Linked DNA regions of Oryctolagus cuniculus: region 2 is linked to region 1. The links are chromatin contacts, called in public Micro-C maps. All regions are on one chromosome and are shown on one strand. Each heading gives the region's core, a stretch centred on a gene start, on an enhancer-like site or on the middle of the called end of the contact. The rest is flanking DNA. Distances are from core to core; before and after follow the strand shown. Region 1 holds the start of FAM177B (family with sequence similarity 177 member B). Region 2 has its middle 20 kb from the start of TLR5.

Evidence for each region. Hi-C and Micro-C count contacts between places; a contact is called where the count stands out from the background.
Region 2: a contact with region 1 is called in a Micro-C map of ear pinna, with 6 times the contacts expected there. The contact joins the enhancer-like site here to the promoter of FAM177B in region 1. A contact is called at or near these places in 3 of 6 Hi-C or Micro-C datasets (ear pinna, psoas muscle and an unstated tissue).

Annotation. Positions count from the first base shown.
Region 1 is chr13:37,132,924-37,135,516 of mOryCun1.1, reverse strand. FAM177B (family with sequence similarity 177 member B) reads right to left here and starts at 1,285. Exons shown (of 5, transcript XM_017347652.3): 1 at 1,146-1,285. LOC100350515 (tubulin-specific chaperone A) reads left to right here. Exons shown (of 1, transcript XM_002717491.5): 1 at 1-483. The coding sequence ends at 231.
Region 2 is chr13:37,444,708-37,447,300 of mOryCun1.1, reverse strand. It overlaps a transcript of TLR5 not described here. Among named protein-coding and RNA genes, the nearest start is that of TLR5, 20 kb to the left of the region's middle. Within about 2 kb of position 1,305, at least 2 of the 8 cell types and tissues checked have an H3K27ac peak or open chromatin away from gene starts, as enhancers often do. A contact at or near this core is called in ear pinna, where this site is marked.

The DNA.
Region 1 (2,593 bases), core at 36-2,535:
CAAGAAGAAAAGATTGAAAAAATGAGAGCTGAAGATGGTGAAAATTATGCCATTAAAAAGCAGGCGGAGATCCTGCAGGAGTCCCGCATGATGATCCCGGACTGCCAGCGCAGGCTGGAAGCCGCCTGCACCGACCTGCAGCAGATCCTGGAAAGTGAAAAAGACTTGGAAGAAGCTGAGGAATATAAGGAAGCCCGGCTAGTCCTGGACTCGGTGAAGCTGGAAGCCTGACACGTGTCTGCGCAGGGTGCTTCTCGCGCCAAAGCCTGGGTCCACTCGGCAGCTCACTGCTGACACTGCTCCGTTCAGTGTGATTGTTCTTACGCAGTTCCATGCATTTTTCTTTGCCTCATTTAGTGCATCAATGAGTTTATCTAATAAGCTTGTTTATTTCAGATTTTATAAATATTTTAATTAACCTGTTATTCAATCGCATAGACATTTTTGACAAAAATAAAATCTGTAGATTCTGAAAAAAAAAAAGAATTTAAAGATAACAAAAAAAAAAAGGAGTTTTAATTTATAGCTTCAAAATCCATAGAAGAAAAGAAACAGTCTGACAGAAGGCAAGAAACAGGAGAGAAAATGAGCAAGGAAAAAGCATAATCAATTAAAAAAACCTGTCAACCACTCCAATAAATCAGTAATCATAATAAATGTAAACAAATTTCCAGTCAGGTATTAAAGTGAAGACTAGCATAACTGAATTTAAATAATGTTTTACAGCCATTTAAAACATGATGGAATATATGCTCACATACATTCTTATTTACATATGCTTATGTATATATGCATACATCGCCAAATCCTGTTAGTATAATGCTGAGGCTATACTGTCGTCAAGGCCAAAACTGCAAAAGGCTCATCAAAGGTTCCATGTGTCATACATAGCCAGGAGAGATGAATGATAAACATTGTTTTCCCCAATCTAGTGCCAGTAAATTACAGAAAAGCTTCAGTAAGAAATAAGAAGAGGTGTTATCTAGTTTCTGATGTCAAAGGCCACAGAAATATCCATTCTAATTTGGTAAGACCAATTATATGCTGAGCATAAGATTGTAAAAGGATATATTATCAGTTCCATAGGAAATAAGCATTCTATAACTATAATCAAAAAATCAAAACATTCTAAAACAGTAACTCACGTAAGTCCTCTGTATTTTTCTTTCATCGCTAAAGTGGTACTTTTGGTGTTGAAAGTAGTACCAAATCTGGTACTAAAAGTTTCTCAATGGATAAATTCATAAAACTAGGCTGAAGCCGTACAGAGCCCTTGACCATGCTGACGTGGAAGTGTTCTCTTGTGTGTCTAAAGGGTGGAACATGTTTGAGTTGTGGGAAGGTCTGCCACATTTACACATTCACCATGAACTAAACCCAGAGGCTCTCAGACTTGTCACTTTATAATCATCTGAGGTTCTTTTGAAAACATGCAGTGCTCCAGACTTAAATCCCAATTCTGGATGGGACATGGGCATCAGTGATTTTTTAAGCTGCCCAGGTTATCCCAATGTGCAGGCAATTTGGGGGCCAGTACCTTAAAAAGAGTAGGAAAGGAAGCAACTTCCAAACAGACACAGAGAGACCTGGGCTTTAGTAGTCGATGCACAAATGACACAGGGTGCAAACAACAGGCTTCTTTCAAGACAACTAAGATAGAAGATTTTCGATTTAGTGAGTTCATGTATCATAGGGCGCTCCAACAGGCTGCTTCCAAGACACTATCGTTTTCCAAGAGGATTCCTCCTTTTTCCTTTCCCAGTCCCCTCCCAACCTGCTTCAAGCTGAAGAGTTTAAATATCAAAAATTTTAGAAAGAGGTCTTTCCTCCTTTCAAAACCATCTGAACTCAGATTTCTGATCCAAATGAAATAAATATAAATGCACACCCCTATCTCACATACACCTGGCTCACCTCTATTATAACATAGGTTGATGATACCTGTCAGTGCTCTGGAAATACTAGACTCTGTTCTTTATAATAATGTGCAGTAAGTAGACATATATATCTTTTAATTCAGAGGGTTCCTTACAGAGGGAGGGAAAGAAAGAGGGAGGGAGACCAACCTAGCTCACAGGACAGCGAATGTTTTTCTAGAGAGAGGGAGAAAGAGCAAGTGAACTAGCTCATAGTGGATTTAGTGAATGTTTTTCTGCCACCTAATGGACATTTTAGAATATGCTACACAAGATTCATCTTTGTGCCTGTGTATAGCGAGAGCTCAAAAGTGAACAGTTTTGATTCACAAAAACCTGGGGAATATATTCCAACTTTATGCCAAATACCTAGACATGGATATTTTGTAAGTGATCATACAGAGGTCCTAACGCTGCCTGTGACATGCTTTTTATTTATTTTTGAAAAGCAGAGTGACAGAGACATAGGCAGACACACACACACATACAAAGAGAGAGAGAGAGAACCTTCAATCTACTGATTCACTCCCAAACAGCAAGGGCTGGGCCAGCCTGAAGCCAGGAACCCAGAACAGCATCCAGATCTCCCACAAGGGTGGCAGAGGCCCTAGTATTTGAACCACTATCTGCTGCTTCCCAGGATGTACATTAGCAGGAAGCCGGATCAGAATTGGAGA
Region 2 (2,593 bases), core at 56-2,555, 310 kb before region 1:
TCTCTCTCTGTAACTCTGCCTTTCAAATAAATAGATTTATATGTTTATTTGAAAGGCAGAGTTAGAGAGAGAGAGCACTCTTCCATCTGCTGGTTCATTCCTCAAATGGCAACAACAGTGGGAGCTGGGCCAGGCCAAAGCTGGGAGCCAGGAGCTTCTTCCAGGTCTCCCACATGGATGCAGGGCCCCAAGAACTCCTGCCATCCTCCGCTGCCTTCCCAGGGAGCTGCAGAAATGGAGCAGCTGGGACTCGAACCAGCACCCACCTGGAATACCAGCGATGCAGGTGGTGGCTTCACCTGTGACGCTACAACGCCGGCTGACAGGCACTTTAGAAGGGCAATCAGGCCAAAACGAGACCATGCGGGTGAGCCCTCATCCAACACGATGGACGGATGCCCCTAGAAGAAAGGGGAGTGCAGAGACAGGCATGCAGAAGCGAGGCCGTGAGCCGAGAGACGCTGGCAGGAGAGCCCAGCTGCCAGCCAAGGAGAGAGGCCTGGGACACGCCTCCCTTGCAGCCCTCAAGAGAGGCCAGGCCTGCCCACAAGGACTCGACCTGTCTTCCAGCCTCTGGGTCTCTTCCAGCCTCTGTGCAAGCCCCCACTGCAGGTGCTGGCCCACCCCTCCTGCCCACAGCGAGCCTAGCTCCTGCTCCCCAGGAGAGAGGCGCTGCAGGCGCTCCTGGAGGTGGAAGCAAAGGCTGCAAGGCAGGACACGCCGGAGGCCCAGGGCCTGCTCTAGCCAGGCCATGGTCAAGTTCAGGTGTGACATTTACCCACCCCCTTTGCTCCATGGAAACTGTAGTTTGCACGATGAACTCCGGAGCCTTCCAGGGGCCGCCCGGCCTCATTCCTCCCAGGCCCAGGATTCAGCCCCAGGACCTTGGCGGCCAGGTGCTTCCTCAGTGGTCGCTGCCTGGGCTCACGCTTACCAGCTGCGTGCTCCTCTTGCTTCAGTTCTGGGCCCTCTGCCCAGATCACAAGTCCCTCTGTTCTCTGTCACTGGGGGACCCTCTGCACAGGGCCGGCCAGGCGCTGGAGAGCACAGGAGTGGAAGAGCACTGGGCTGGGAGTCAGGGGACGCAGCCTCTCTGAGCCTCAGTCTCTTCACCTGTTAAGTAGGCCAGCAGGCTCCGCCGCCTTCCCGTGTTTAATATTCCACACATCTTAAAGGACTACCGCCTCTAGGTGAAACAGCCACACTGACAAACAGCAGGGCAGGGAGGGTGGGAGCCACGGCTCTCCGTCACCCTGAGATCTTGGGCAAGGCAATCTCAAGGGAAACCTATGCTTTTCTTTGGAGTTGGGGGAGTGTTTCTTGCCAACTGATGGATGCCTAGCAACTTCCAAGGAATTGGGCATCCTCCTTGGGTGGGGGGGAGGTGTCAGCGTAGGAGAGGTGACCCCTAACCAGGGCGAGGACCTGCTGGATCCGCCAAGTCGCAGTGTGCGTGGCTCCGCGGCCGTTCTTCTCGCCGCCCCCAGGTGGCGTTGCAGGCTCACGGCCCCAGGCTCCCAGACGCCCCGAAGCCTGCCTGGGATTTATTCTCTCCCAAAGGAGGCGGCACCGAGAGGCCGCGGGTTCCACTCCAGGCCCGGCCTTCCTCCCGCACCCAGACCTTCGGGAGCCTTCCGGATCCACCGACTCAAAGGCCTCCAGCGTGCCCTGCCACCTGACGCCGGAAGCGACGGGGCTGGGGGCTGGAGGCTGGAATTCGCACGCGGCCGGCCGGCGCCTGGCTGCCTGCGCCCGCCCTTCCCGCCCCGCGCCCGCCTCTGCCGCCTCAGACCCCGCGGCCCCGCGCAGCCGCTCCCGGAACCCCAGGGAGACTCGCGCTCACAGCCACCACAAGTGCACACTCAGAATCCCGCTTCCCAGGGGCAGCCGCCTGGCCTCGCAGTGCCTCAGCGTCCACGCTAGTCCTGTTCTCACCTGCACCACGCGGCACACGGCGCGCTATCACCTCCACCCTCACCTCCCACCACCACACTGACCTCCACACCACACTCCACACCACCACCCTCACCTCCACACCACACTCCACACCACCACCCTCACCTCCACACCACACTCCACACCACCACCCTCACCTCCACACGCACCACCCTCACCTCCACACCACACTCCACACCCACCACCCTCACCTCCACACCACACTCCACTCCACCACCCTCACCTCCACACCACACTCCACACCCAACACCCTCACCTCCACACCACACTCCACACCACCACCCTCACCTCCACACCACACTCCACACCACCACCCTCACCTCCGCACCACACTCCACACCCAACACCCTCACCTCCACACCACACTCCACACCCACCAGCCTCACCTCCACACCACACTCCACACCCAACACCCTCACCTCCACACCACACTCCACACCCACCACACCACACTCCACACCCAACACCCTCACCTCCACACCACACTCCACACCCAACACCCTCACCTCCACACCACACTCCACACCCACCAGCCTCACCTCCACACCACACTCCACACCCAACACCCTCACCTCCACACCACACTACCACACTCCACACCCACCACACCACACTCCACACCCACCAGCCTCACCTC